2 separate regions of the Mus musculus genome follow, and region 2 is linked to region 1. Evidence: chromatin contacts called from public Hi-C data. All regions are on one chromosome and are shown on one strand. Each heading gives the region's core, a stretch centred on a gene start, on an enhancer-like site or on the middle of the called end of the contact. The rest is flanking DNA. Distances are from core to core; before and after follow the strand shown.

What was found. A called contact is a pair of places that touch in the nucleus more often than the background predicts.
Region 2: a Hi-C map of uterus shows a contact between it and region 1, with 5 times the contacts expected there. The contact joins the promoter of Sulf1 here to the enhancer-like site in region 1. A contact is called at or near these places in 4 of 484 Hi-C or Micro-C datasets (cerebral cortex and uterus) and 2 of 115 datasets of contacts at active chromatin or transcription factors (craniofacial prominence and embryonic stem cells).

What each region holds. Positions count from the first base shown.
Region 1 is chr1:11,993,722-11,999,862 of GRCm38.p6, forward strand. No RefSeq gene overlaps it. Among named protein-coding and RNA genes, the nearest start is that of Gm30898, 18 kb to the left of the region's middle. Within about 2 kb of position 2,865, at least 10 of the 459 cell types and tissues checked have an H3K27ac peak or open chromatin away from gene starts, as enhancers often do. A contact at or near this core is called in uterus, where this site is marked.
Region 2 is chr1:12,689,952-12,696,092 of GRCm38.p6, forward strand. It overlaps Sulf1 (sulfatase 1), which reads left to right and starts at 2,479. Exons shown (of 22, transcript NM_001198565.1): 1 at 2,479-2,733.

The DNA of each region.
Region 1 (6,141 bases), core at 1,615-4,114:
CACTTTCTACATGTGAGTGTTTTAAGTAGAAATATAACTGGTTAACGCTATAAGCTAGAACGTATCATTCTGACAAGACTTTAAACAAATGTGGGCTTGTTGTGTGACATAATCAGAGAAACCTTGTAATAGAAAGAAACTTCAAGGCTGTTTCCTAGGGAAAACATACTAAAGTAAGAGTGTATGCTGTTAAGACCAGAGAACTTTATAATCAGTACTTCTTACCACATTTTCACCTTATCCATTTCTTCCTTTCTCTGGACTCCAGAAGTTCATATTTTTTTCTAAGCAGTCTTATGTGTCCTGAAATCTTTTGTCCAGTAGTTTTCTGTTTTCTCTCCTTGTCTAGGCTAATTTCTATTTTGTCTTCTAATTCACTGAGTTTATTTTTCTCTAGTCACTCCATTTTTCCTTTGAGTCCAACTGCTGAACATTGTATTTTGTTTATAACATTTTTCAATTCTAAAATTTCTACTTTATCCACCATAAAGGTAGCTGCAAAGACTTACAAATATCCTGGATTCAAGCTCCCATACTTAAACACAAATAGTTTCAGGAAAAAGGTCTTCAAGCTGTGTGGTACACTAACAGAAACCTCACCATTGGGAGCATAGACCTTCACAGCCCTGCCCTACCCACACCCTCAGAGTGGGACCCATAAAGCAGATCTGTTTCACCAAGTCCTCTGGGTAATTTGATGCAAGCTAAAGTTGAAGTACAGTCTTCTGGGAAATTGACATCTAATACTATCTAATACTGTGTCTTCTATGAACATATGTGAGTACACACACACACACACACACACACACACACACACGCACGCACATGCACATGCACATGCCAAAATTTCTGATGGATTGTGAGTAATATTATACTCAGCTTTCCACAACTGCAACAGAATATTTGACATAATCAACCTAAAAAGAGAAACATCTTGTTTGGGCTCATGGTTTCAGGGCTTTCTGTCTCTGACTATTTGGCCCTCTTGCTTTAGGGCTACAGTAACACAGTGCACCATAATAGGAGGAGCTAGGATCCCAATAATTCTGTCAAGTGCACTCACAACGGCCTAACTTTCTCTACTATTCCTGTTTCCTAAAGATTTCATTGCTTCCCATTATTGCCAGAAGCCCGAGACCAAGCCTTCAACAAATGGGCCTTTGGTGCACATTCAAGATGAAACTGTAGTTATTAAGACCCATTTGGCTGTAAGGCTGGAGAGGCCCTGCTGAGCTACACCAGGATAGCCTGAGAAAGTTTATTAAGGGACCAAAGCCTGGCCTTATTCTCGTGTGCACTGTGGTCTAACCAGCATGAATGCTTCCATTCCTTGCTTACAACACCATCATCAGGCTTGCCACAGCTATTGTTAACGGTAGTGAAAATTAGAAAGAAAAAAAAATCAGTCTTCTTGTCCTAGCTGCTCCTGATTCAGATTCTGTTTGAGAATTGTGACCATAGAATGAGAGCATGGAGCAAGAAGGTCAATATCTATTACTCTTGACCTGCTCTGAGAACAAAAACACACTGTTCACAAGTTACAGTAAAGTTGCCAAGGGCAACATTGCAGTTTACAAAACAAATTCCTTTATCTACATCTTGCCCACATCCCAAAAAGGAAGTAAGGAACAGCAGACCATTGCCCTTTGCAAATACTCTTCTATGGTTAAGCTAACGTTCATTGAGTTTTATACGCATAGATGACCTCTGTATCTACAGATTCTAGGTGCATGGTTTCAATCAGTGCCCATCAAAACTGCTTGGAAGACAGTTGTACCTATCATGGTGATCCTTCCACCTTGTTGTTAGCTTCTAGGCAATACTGTATGGGCATCTGTTTATATTTACATATACTGGTAATAATTAATACTCTACAAATATTTAAAGAATATGGGACAATTATAGTTATTATATGCAAATTAGACACCATTTTATTTAAGAACCTAAGCCCCTTTAATTGTGGCACTCCAGAGTCATGCAGAGAGTCCTGCCACCCATCTTTCTGGTGACAAATGGATGGGTCCATTTATCTGTTAATACTTATACCAAACTTCCGTAACAATGTGAACATGGTTACATTTATTTTGTAGATGAGAATGGGTGTAGAGTCACTGAAGAAAATCTAACAGCTATGCTTTAACAATGGCTTAGATGTACCTCTGTTTCACATAGATTTCATAATCCAAATGATCAAAAGAAAGACAATCCACAGTTGGAAGAGTCTGAAGAAAGTGCCTCTTGGACTTGGCATCAGTATTTACTTTATTGAGAATATCTTATCAATTTCTGATACTCTGGCTTTTCTATGCCATGTTCTGAGCTCATTCACTAGTTCTGGCAGGAAGTCTCCCCCAGTGCTGCATTTGTTAGAAAATGTACGAGCCACTTGTGACAAAACTGAGTAGGCGAGGGATCTTGTACTCACCTTTGTGCTGAGACAAACTTATGAAGGTTTGTTATGTTCTCCACAGTGATAAAAACTCTTTCCTAAGAAAACAAGAGCTTCGAAGGCCGTTCATCTTCATGGGTAACCTCAGAAACAACTGCCTTATCTGATGAGCCAGACCCAGCTGCGCTATGCTTCAGCTGGAATCGATGCTCTGGCCACTCTATAATAATTAATTGAACACAATATCTGAGGCCTCAAACCCCCTGAACCTTCAATTCCCTTTATTACCCCAGTTTTATTGCTGCTAGAACAACTATGTCTATGTGCACTCCCACCCCCGACTGGGAGTGCTCTCACATAATTTAGCTCTCTCTCTTCCCAGAACTTCAAGTGCTGAAAACCAAAATGATCTTGTCTGGGACATGTGAATATATATGGCTCATGAGAAATCAACTGAGCTGGGAATAGCCACTCAGGCCATAACTTTAAATCCACTGTGGGCTAAGAAAAGCAAGGCTCCTTGGGGGAGTGAAGCTGCCTATGCTAAGAGAGCCAAAATTTTCCCCCAATTTCTGACTGTTATCCCAGAGAGTCCACTCTGTTCTCCTGTATTATGTTGTTGTGAGGAATGTGTGACAGTTCAGTTCAGTGCATCTCTGTGTCCTTGGGGTATTCTTGTTTCTCTGATGATTTCTTGGCTTTTCCAAGAAGTCAGATGTATATAATATCCAGAGCAGAATTCCATGGGAAATCTCTTCATGACCAGACTTGTGGGAAAGGTCAAGGCCAGATGGTATTAAAGAAATGATAATTCTTCTCACATGCCCTTTAAACAAGGCCAGATGCCGAGAAGCCCCCATGGAATAAGATTGTGTCTGGTCCTCTAAAATCTGGCTCATTGGAAATTCAGGTGTGTGTGTTATTGTGAGCATGTGTGTGTGTGTGTGTGTGTGTGTGTGTGTGTGTGTGTGTGTGAGTGATTTTGTCCATTGGTAAGCAAAATCCTTTGACACAGGAGTTCTTCTCTTAGGTATTGCCCACCACCAGCTAGTGAAAGTTTACACAATCTCTCTATGTGTGTGGGTTCTGCATGCTTAGATTCAACCAAAAGCAGCACATTGATAAATCTGAAGAAAGAAAAAAAATGCATCTGTAGTGTTATATTTTTATTGTTGTCATCATTCTCTAAGCGGTGCATTGTACCTATTAATATGGGGTTTGCATTGCATTGGGTATTAAATAACCCACAAGTACTTTTAAGAAATACACAGGGGGAGGTTCTCTGGCCAAATGCAAATGCTGTGCTACTCTGCATAAAAGACTTGCACACTCTCATATTCTAACATGCATTACTATAAAGGATATAAGAAAAGCACAGTGCCTCATGCCTGTAACTCCAGTACTTAAAAGCAAGGTAGCAAGACCCTAAGAGTTTGAAGCCAGCCTAACCTGTAATGTGAGACCCTATCTCAGAAAATAATTTTTAAAAACCCTAAAAATAGAACTTGCTAAGAGTCCCTAAACTAAAAACAAAATCAAGAAACGATGGAAATATATCAGAAATCAGAGCCAGCCAAAGGAGATTACACAGAGGGTAAGGCAGGCAGAGTTCCTAATGCAAGGCTTCTCTGCCATCTGCACGTGGAACTGGTGTTTATTATCTTCCTGGTACATCATGATTTGATCAGCTGGCAAACTCTACTGAGTTGATTATCAGAGTGGGGGGTTTTCCTACATAGGCAGACTGAAAACTGGCCTTGTGATTGAGTTCACTCTCTAATCATTGTTGGCATTTCCAGTGGGTGTCCCTCATCTTGAGTCAATCTCTTGGCTTAATGTATATTCAGATGTGAGCCTAGAGACTCTGAATGAATGATGAAGATTTTCCTATACTTGGAAAATCCAAAGATCAAGTATCAATGAAATTCTCTATTACACCATAGCATGCTTTGACTTCATCCCAAATGGTAATTAACTTTCCTATCTGAAAGTTTCTCATACCCATCTGTCTTAGTTAGGGATACTATTGCTGTGATGAAACACTGTGACCAAAAAGCAAGTTGGGGAGTCCGGGTTTATTCAGCTTATTCTTCCATGTCACTGTTCACCATGGAAGGAAGTCAGGACAGGAACCCAAGCAGAGCAGGATCCTAGAGGCAGGAACTGATACCAAGGCCATGGAGGAGTGCTGTTTACTGGCTTGCTCCTCATGGCTTGCTCATCCTGCTTTCTTAGAGAGTCCAGGATCACCAGCCCAGGGATGGCACCAGACACGTTTAGGCTGCTCCCCAACCCCACTGATCATTAATTGAGAAAACTCCTTAAAGCTTGATCTCATAGAAGCATTTCCTCAACTGAGGCTCCTTCCTCTCTGATGAGACTAGCTTGTGTCAAGTTGACACACAAAACCAGACAGTATACCATCTAAAAATTCTTCAAAAGATTTATTACATGATTGTTACTTCTACTACAGAAGCTTTCTAAATCAATGATGTCTGTCTGTCTGTCTGCCTATCTGTCTATGTGTGCTTTCTGTGTTTCTGTGTAGTGTGTGAGTAGGTAAACATCCCACAACGTGTGTGGGCTCAGAGAACATTTCACAGAATTGGGGCTCTCCTTTCTTCTTACTTGGGTTTAGAGAATTGCACTTATGTCCTCAAGCTTGCACAGCAAGTGTCTTTATACACTGAGCCATGTCAGTAGCACATGCCTGATTGTTCTATGCAGGTTTGTGGATTGAACTTATATCTTTATGCTTTCATAGCAAGCATTATACCAAGCGTGCAATCTCCATAGTTCTTGTTGTTTTTCCTTAACAGCTTCAAAGTTAATTCTTTTATATTTTACCATCATTCATATTCCAATCTTATTTGAATTTTTTAAAGTTTTAATTAATATACTACTCTTTTACAAATAGCTTTTAAAATATACTGTATTTTTTTCATCAGAAAGGCATTTTGTTTTATTCTATCTGACAGCCATCCAGCACTAACTGTAAAATGAGACACCACTTAACTTCTGTAGATGCAGAAGATGTAAGAGTGGGAAATGCAGCATAGTCTTTATGAGAGGGAGTTACTTTAGAATCACACATATTTATATTTTTTAAAAAAAAGACTAAATCTATTTCCTTGATGTTTTACCTTGTACAAGCGACACAGTTTCTCTGAAGTCTGGTTCTCTGTTTTAAAACATGGATATGGTGCCTTCATGAACATTTCAGAGATCAAAGAGCTTGCAGTATTGATCAGCTAATGTGGTCTATACTACAATGGCAACATTTGACAGCAACTTTTTTCAGACATGTGAGGCATAACAGGATGGGTTCTTAAAACGTGCCATTATGAGATTTCATCCTTGGTTGAGGGTCAGAGAATGGCCACAACACCTGATGGTATAGGCCAATTATTGGCTTATCTCAGGAGGCAGTTTAAAGACATGGTAATATACATGCATGAAGTTACTGCCTAGTCAATACGCTGTGTTGTTCTTCAGAGAAGTATGGTTTTTTTATAAAGAAGAGCACACTCTAAAACAGTAATTGAACAGTGCAATAAACTTTGCTTATGAACAAGTAAATAAAAGAAAACTAGTAATGTGGCCATTATCATCATCAAGTATAGTGCACTGCCTAGCTGTGTGCCTGCTTTATGTTGGTGACTAGAAGCACATTGGGCTTGTTTTCAAAGACTCCCTGCCAGCAGGTAGCTAATGTAGAATGGTCCAGTCTTATTACATCTGATTGTAGGCCA
Region 2 (6,141 bases), core at 1,229-3,728, 700 kb after region 1:
TAAAATACAATGTATTTTAAGTTTAGATCTTTCAAGGCAGATTCAACTTCACTCCTTTTCCCTTAAAAAAATAAACTGTTTGCAGATGGCAAGGCGAAAGCAAGGAAAGTAATGGAAACTTCTTAACTTCTAAACCGACACAGCAGAGCAGGGAGGCAGGGAGGCAGGGAGGCAGGGAGGCAGGGAGGCAGGGAGGCAGGGAGGCAGGGAGGCAGGGAGGCAGGCTGCAGAGGGAGGGGAGCCAGGACGTAGCCTGCAGCACCAGCCTCAGGCTTGGACTTGAGCTGATTTTCCCCATCAACAACATTTCAGAACAAGGAAAAAAAATGCATCTTTGTGGACTAGTTTTACAGTCCACCTGAAAGATGGCACGCCCTGCCACTATGCAGAACACAAGACAAGCATGGACCAGGGTCTGTAGCAGCCTTGTAATTTTCACTTTAAAACAAGTTTTAAATGGGACGAATGGGTGAAATGATCAAGAAAAGAGAAGTAATAGCTGAAATTTAATGAAAAGGTCTACAGTGGAGTGTAGACTGAAACGTTCGCATTGAAAAGCGTTTCAAACAATAATGTAAGTCAGAGACGACCCCCAGGGAAATGTCCCATGAAGGGAAGTTACAGGCACAGGGTGGATGAAACATATTGATTTAACACCTTTACAGTTTCTTAAGTTTTACTTTTGTAACTCAACTTACAGTTTAAGAGATTGCAAACTGGCTTAATAATGTCTCCGGGGTCTTTTCCATCTACACAGTTGAGGCAATGCAGAGTTCCAGACTGAGGTCTGGTGGATTAACTATTACCCACTCCTCCAAAAACAAGACAGAATAAAATTGCTCGACAGTAATTGGCACTATTAAATTTTTATGGTCCCCAGGGAAGCCTTAGGCCTGTCCTGCCAATTGCATTGTTGACAATGTCTGTGTTGCTTGTTTCTGGATGTGGGTGCTCAGGAGTCAGGGGTAGCTTAGTGAACTTGTGATACATAGTAAAGCAGACACCTCATAATCACTCTGGGAAGATAATAAGCAAACGAAGTCAAAGCTCCCACCTCCCCATCCTACTCTCCTTGCCTCCTCCTGATGACCCCGTGGGAGAGAGATCACTTCACAGAAACCCTCTCCTGTCCTCTGTGCTTTGGAAACTTGCACCAGAAGCAACTGTAAGCATCCTTATATAACATCACAGAACCTTGCGAGACAACAACAACAAGAAAGCCAATCAGCCAATGCTGCTTGTAACTGAAAAAATTATTTTCATGACATTGATATGCCAAACACAGCTACCTATCGGTAATCTGGATCTTTTAGGCTTTAGGGAAGTTTAACCCCCTCCCCCACCCTCCCCCACCCTCCCCCACCCTCCCCCACCCTCCCCCACCCCATAAATGATTGGTTTTCTCACCACAAACCTCAAAAGGTGTAATAGTTAAATGTTAGCTTCCAACAGGCACAGTTAGGCAGTAGATGGTATTTAAAATTCCTCTTTACTCTTTAAGATTATCCAAATTCCTTGGATGTCTCATGGAATTTTTGAAAGAATAAGATTTTTTTTAAGTAATGAATTTATTTCTCAATATCTTCTTATATGTAAAAAAAATCTAACACTTTTCTGAATCAGGTTATTAATGTAAATACTTTTATAAATACAATTCAGAAAACTGCATTTTGAAAAAAGTACACAAGAAGGATGTATTTAAACAACCCCAAACTGAAAATATTTCAAAGCAAAATTATTAATGAGACGCTTGAGTTACGCGGATGTAATAAGCACAATTAACTAGAAACCAATAAAAACAATTACTGGCAGAGTGTAGCCTTCTAGTACCAGGAGCTGTAATACCGAGATGGCTGTGGGTGTAGAAAGTGATTAAAAGCCACCTTTATCTAGGAAAGCATGAGTTGCTTTGGAGAAGTAGAGTGAAATGGTTTTCATTGACCGTCTCTCTGGTTTAGCCTGAGAGACACGTGAAGAGCCCAGTGAGAAAAAGAAGTTTCGGCTCAAAGCTGCGACACCACCCCCCAAGCCCTTTCAGGAATGTTTGAGGCGGCCGCCCCCAATCAAAGGGAGGCAGGAGTTTAGATTTCAAAATGTAGATGTCACATTTCAGTGCAAACTACTCCCACATTTAACACTTTATCAGCATGACAAGAAGAATCTTTTATCTCCCGTGGGGTGATGGGGGGAGCGGCTTGCTGAGGACATTGCCCTCAATAGATTAGCTGTAAAAGATTTTTAGTGTTCCTGGGCATCCCACCGAGAACCCCCTCCACCCACCCAGGAGCACAGAGACTTGTGAAAAGTAACGCACAACTGGCCACCAGAATAATTCATTCGCTCTACCTTCCCCGCCGCACCTCCCACTCCTCCTTTTGTAGCAGTTCTTTCTCTCCGAAAATCTCAGGTTACTTGGCTGGGGAGTTCTCCGACCTCCCCGTCCCTGCCCAGCCCTCCGCCTCCAATCCGTAAGAGACTCTCAGCCCCAGCAATTGGATTGGGCAGCCTGTCTTGACACAGCACTGTGCTGAGTGCTTGAGGACGTGTTTCAACAGATGGTTGGGGTTAGTGTGTGTCATCACATTCGAGTGGGGATTAAGAGAAGGAAGGCTGCCCTGCTGGAGCTGTGTGGTCTTCTCCAAGTGAGAGTTGCAGGCAAATCCAAGTACTTGGCTTTGGGAAAGAGGAGGAGGAATTCATTTGCAGCAGCCACAAGAAACGCAGTATTTTCAGGTAAAGTAAAAGACACCAAATCAATTCTCTCTCTCCTCTCCCTCTCCTCCTCTCCTCTCCTCTCCTCTCCTCTCCTCTCCTCTCCTCTCCTCTCCTCTCCTCTCCTCTCCTCTCCTCTCCTCTCCTCTCCTCTCCTTCTCTCTCTCTCTCTCTCTCTCTCTCTCTCTCTCTCTCTCTCTCTCTCTCTCTCTCTCGCCGTAGTTTGGAATGGAATGTAATGCTAGCCCAGCACACTTGTCAAAGCCGGTCCTCGCCGTTCCATCAATGCTGCTATTGTACGACTGACAGATAACAGTGCACATAGCTCTGGCTCGGCTGTCTTTGTAGCGCTAATGCTTCTCCTGCGTTGCTTTTGAAGGTGTAACGAAGATACTGTCTTCGGGAGCCCGGGTGCCTTGAGGTTCCCGTTATAGGCGCAGAAGAGTAGGTGTAGACTGCTCATCAAGGATGGGCAAGGCCAAGAAAGCGTTGATTTTAGCTCTCACCATTAAAGAGTTCACTTTAAACTGTTGCGTTCTTCTCAATAAGAAAAGATTCTTCTAAGCCGGCAGAGTCGGAAACGCTTTGTTAACCGAATTTGTGGAAGGTAGATTGCGTCGATTTGGGATGGAGCAAGAGTGGCTTTTAATCATTTCTGAAGACTAAGTCCGGGAACTCCTCAGGAGAAAAGGGCTGGCTCCCGTCGGTGCAGTCTTTGGGTCGGCTCTGAAACAAAAATACTTAGAGCTGGAAGCCAAGCAAAGAGGGGGGGTAGGGGGAAATGGCTCTCTAACGTAGCCCGGTTGCAGCTGCGGGGGAGCAGATGGATGTAATTCACTTGCAGATCTGTGTGTGAGTTTTACAAGTCAGGAAAAACTAAAGCAGCATAGCTAGGATGGATCATTAAAGTCGCTGCATTTATAGGCTTTAAACAGTGTTAATTAAATGTAAATAGATGTTCAGCCCCGGCTATAAACAAATAAACACAAAGATTTTAATTACAAGTTAGTCATTGGAAATTAATGGTCATGGGGTGCCGAGCAACAGTAAGTGAGTTGTCATCTGATGTGTGGCTAACTGCTCTGCCAAAATCACCCACCAGGATTTAATTGAATGGAATATAACAAGGGACATTACATGCAACATCTTATGTCGAAAAAAAAAAAAAGCCTTTCAAATCAGTGCCTTATTTTCTGAGGGATTAAGAAGGTATTTTTATTTTTCAAGTGTTTGAGCAAAATGGGTGAGTCTGGGTTACTTCTTGCACTGCATTCAGAGACTGACTCTTTCTGAGAAACCATATACCTGCACTGTGGAAGAACCTGGCCCTACAAGAATTGCAAATTGGATAGGGAAATCCAACTTGGTCCTTACTCTTTGCAGGTGAGAGATTTTTGTATACAACACTACATCTGGGATGTTTGCAAGTAGGAGCTATGTAATAGGTAGAGCAACAGGATGAATGCCTGGGACTCTGGTTTGACTCAAGGTCTCTAACATTCGGTTTCAGGGTTCAGTCTTACATTTTTGTGATCATACAGCTGACTTTCAAAGCTCGTTTTTTTTTAAAAAGTTAAAACAAAACCAGTATCCCAGTATGGTGCAGAGGTGTTTGTTTTTCAGAATGTCCTGGCCAAGGTTCGAACATCTTCAGGGAGAAGCATTCTCCCACCAGTGACTGAGCATTATCTGAGTCCCAATATTACATAACCAAAATGAAATAGGACTTAGTTCACAAGCTGACACCGTTTGTAATTCCATTCATTCCATATTAGTTTTACTGTGGAACTGAAGTTTCAAAAGTGAATAGGGAAAGGGAGACTAATATCTCCCACCATATCAGGATGGGAGCTCCTTACTGCATGGAGCAAGTTCAGAGCTTACCGACCAGGCCATTTGGTACCATTGTAGCATCATTTTGGGACAACATAAAGCCCTGCTGTTGGGCTGGCTTTCACCCAAGGAGATGTCCCACAGTGGTATTCTAACAAAGGCAAGGACAAAGTTCTGCCTATGAATGGAAGCCCCACATGGGCCCCAGGAGCCTATGCCTGGAGACTGATCACCAAGTTGGCTGCTCAGAAGGTAGATAATGTGGGAGATTCCCCTTCTCCCATCCCAAAGATTCACCTGTCCAAGGCAGCAGAGCACAAACAAGATACTGAGTGTTGGCACATAGTAAATTCACACCTTGAAGACACAAACTTATGTTTCTGTCTCCCTAACAAAGCAATGTAAAATAACTCAATGAACAGAAAACGCTAACTTAAAAGACAGAGACCACAGGCCAATCTCCATTTCTTGGCAAAATCTGGATCTACCTGGTCCAACTGGAAAACATTGAGAGACTTATTTGTGGTGACTTCTACATCCCTCAGTGTGACATTTGGTCTCTTCCTGACAAGACTAGGCTGCCAACACATGAGTCCCATCAGTGTTCTAACAGCTGTAGGAGAGTTTGAACACGTAGGGGTCTCTCTCAGGGAAAGAACCTGAGTGGGGTGAGGTTCTGTGTGTCCTGTAGCTGTGTCCTAGGTTTGAATCAAGGTGACATTTCTGAGATGTGAATGGAAAGCTTGATTAATGACAGTTACAAAATTCACTTTTATGATGAGGGTTAGGGAAATACATTTATTAGGGTACTGATAGATTGAATGGGGACCTCCATCAAGACACTAAAGTGAGTGCCTGTATCCTGTTTCCATCTGGGGAACTTAATGGGCCATCAGACAGATTGTTGTAACCATTTCAATTGTCATGGTTCAGCCAAGTGGCAAGTGTGACACTTTTCTTTTCCTAACTCCCTGCGCATAGAGTAAGGTTTCGGATTTGAAACTTCTGTTCTTTCAGTCTCAAAGGGGAATTTCCAATACTGAGTTGTGTATAATATTGGATGTCCCCAGCCTTTGCCATGTGAATCAGGCCACCTAATGGTTCCAGTCAGGACATCTGGTTCTCCCCCCCCCCCCCCCCCGCCCCCCCACGCAAAACTGCATAGCCAGAATGAATTTAAGGAGATTTCAGCTTTATATGCTGATCTAAATATTTGTATTTTTGTCATTATTGACATTGGAACAAAGAGGCTTTGTGTAAAGTTAAATATGAGTCCATATGATTAAATCACCTTTATGTAAGATCTGTGGAAAAAAAAGTCAATAGAAGGTATTTTGCAGGGGAAAAAAATGCCTGAAAATGTTTCCTGTTTAAAAATATTTTCAATTCAATCTCAATATGCTGGGGAGGAAGGGGGAGCATGTGAGTTCCTCTCAGCCTCTTCCCTCCACCCCAGCATTTCACTCTTCTCCTCTTCCCTACAGCCAATCTGTCATCAAATCCTAAGAGCCCTTCCTTTAATATATCTTCCACATCTGGCCTGCAGCTACTGCCCCAGTGCAATGATTCTCTTACATGTGGGCTGTTGGAACAGTC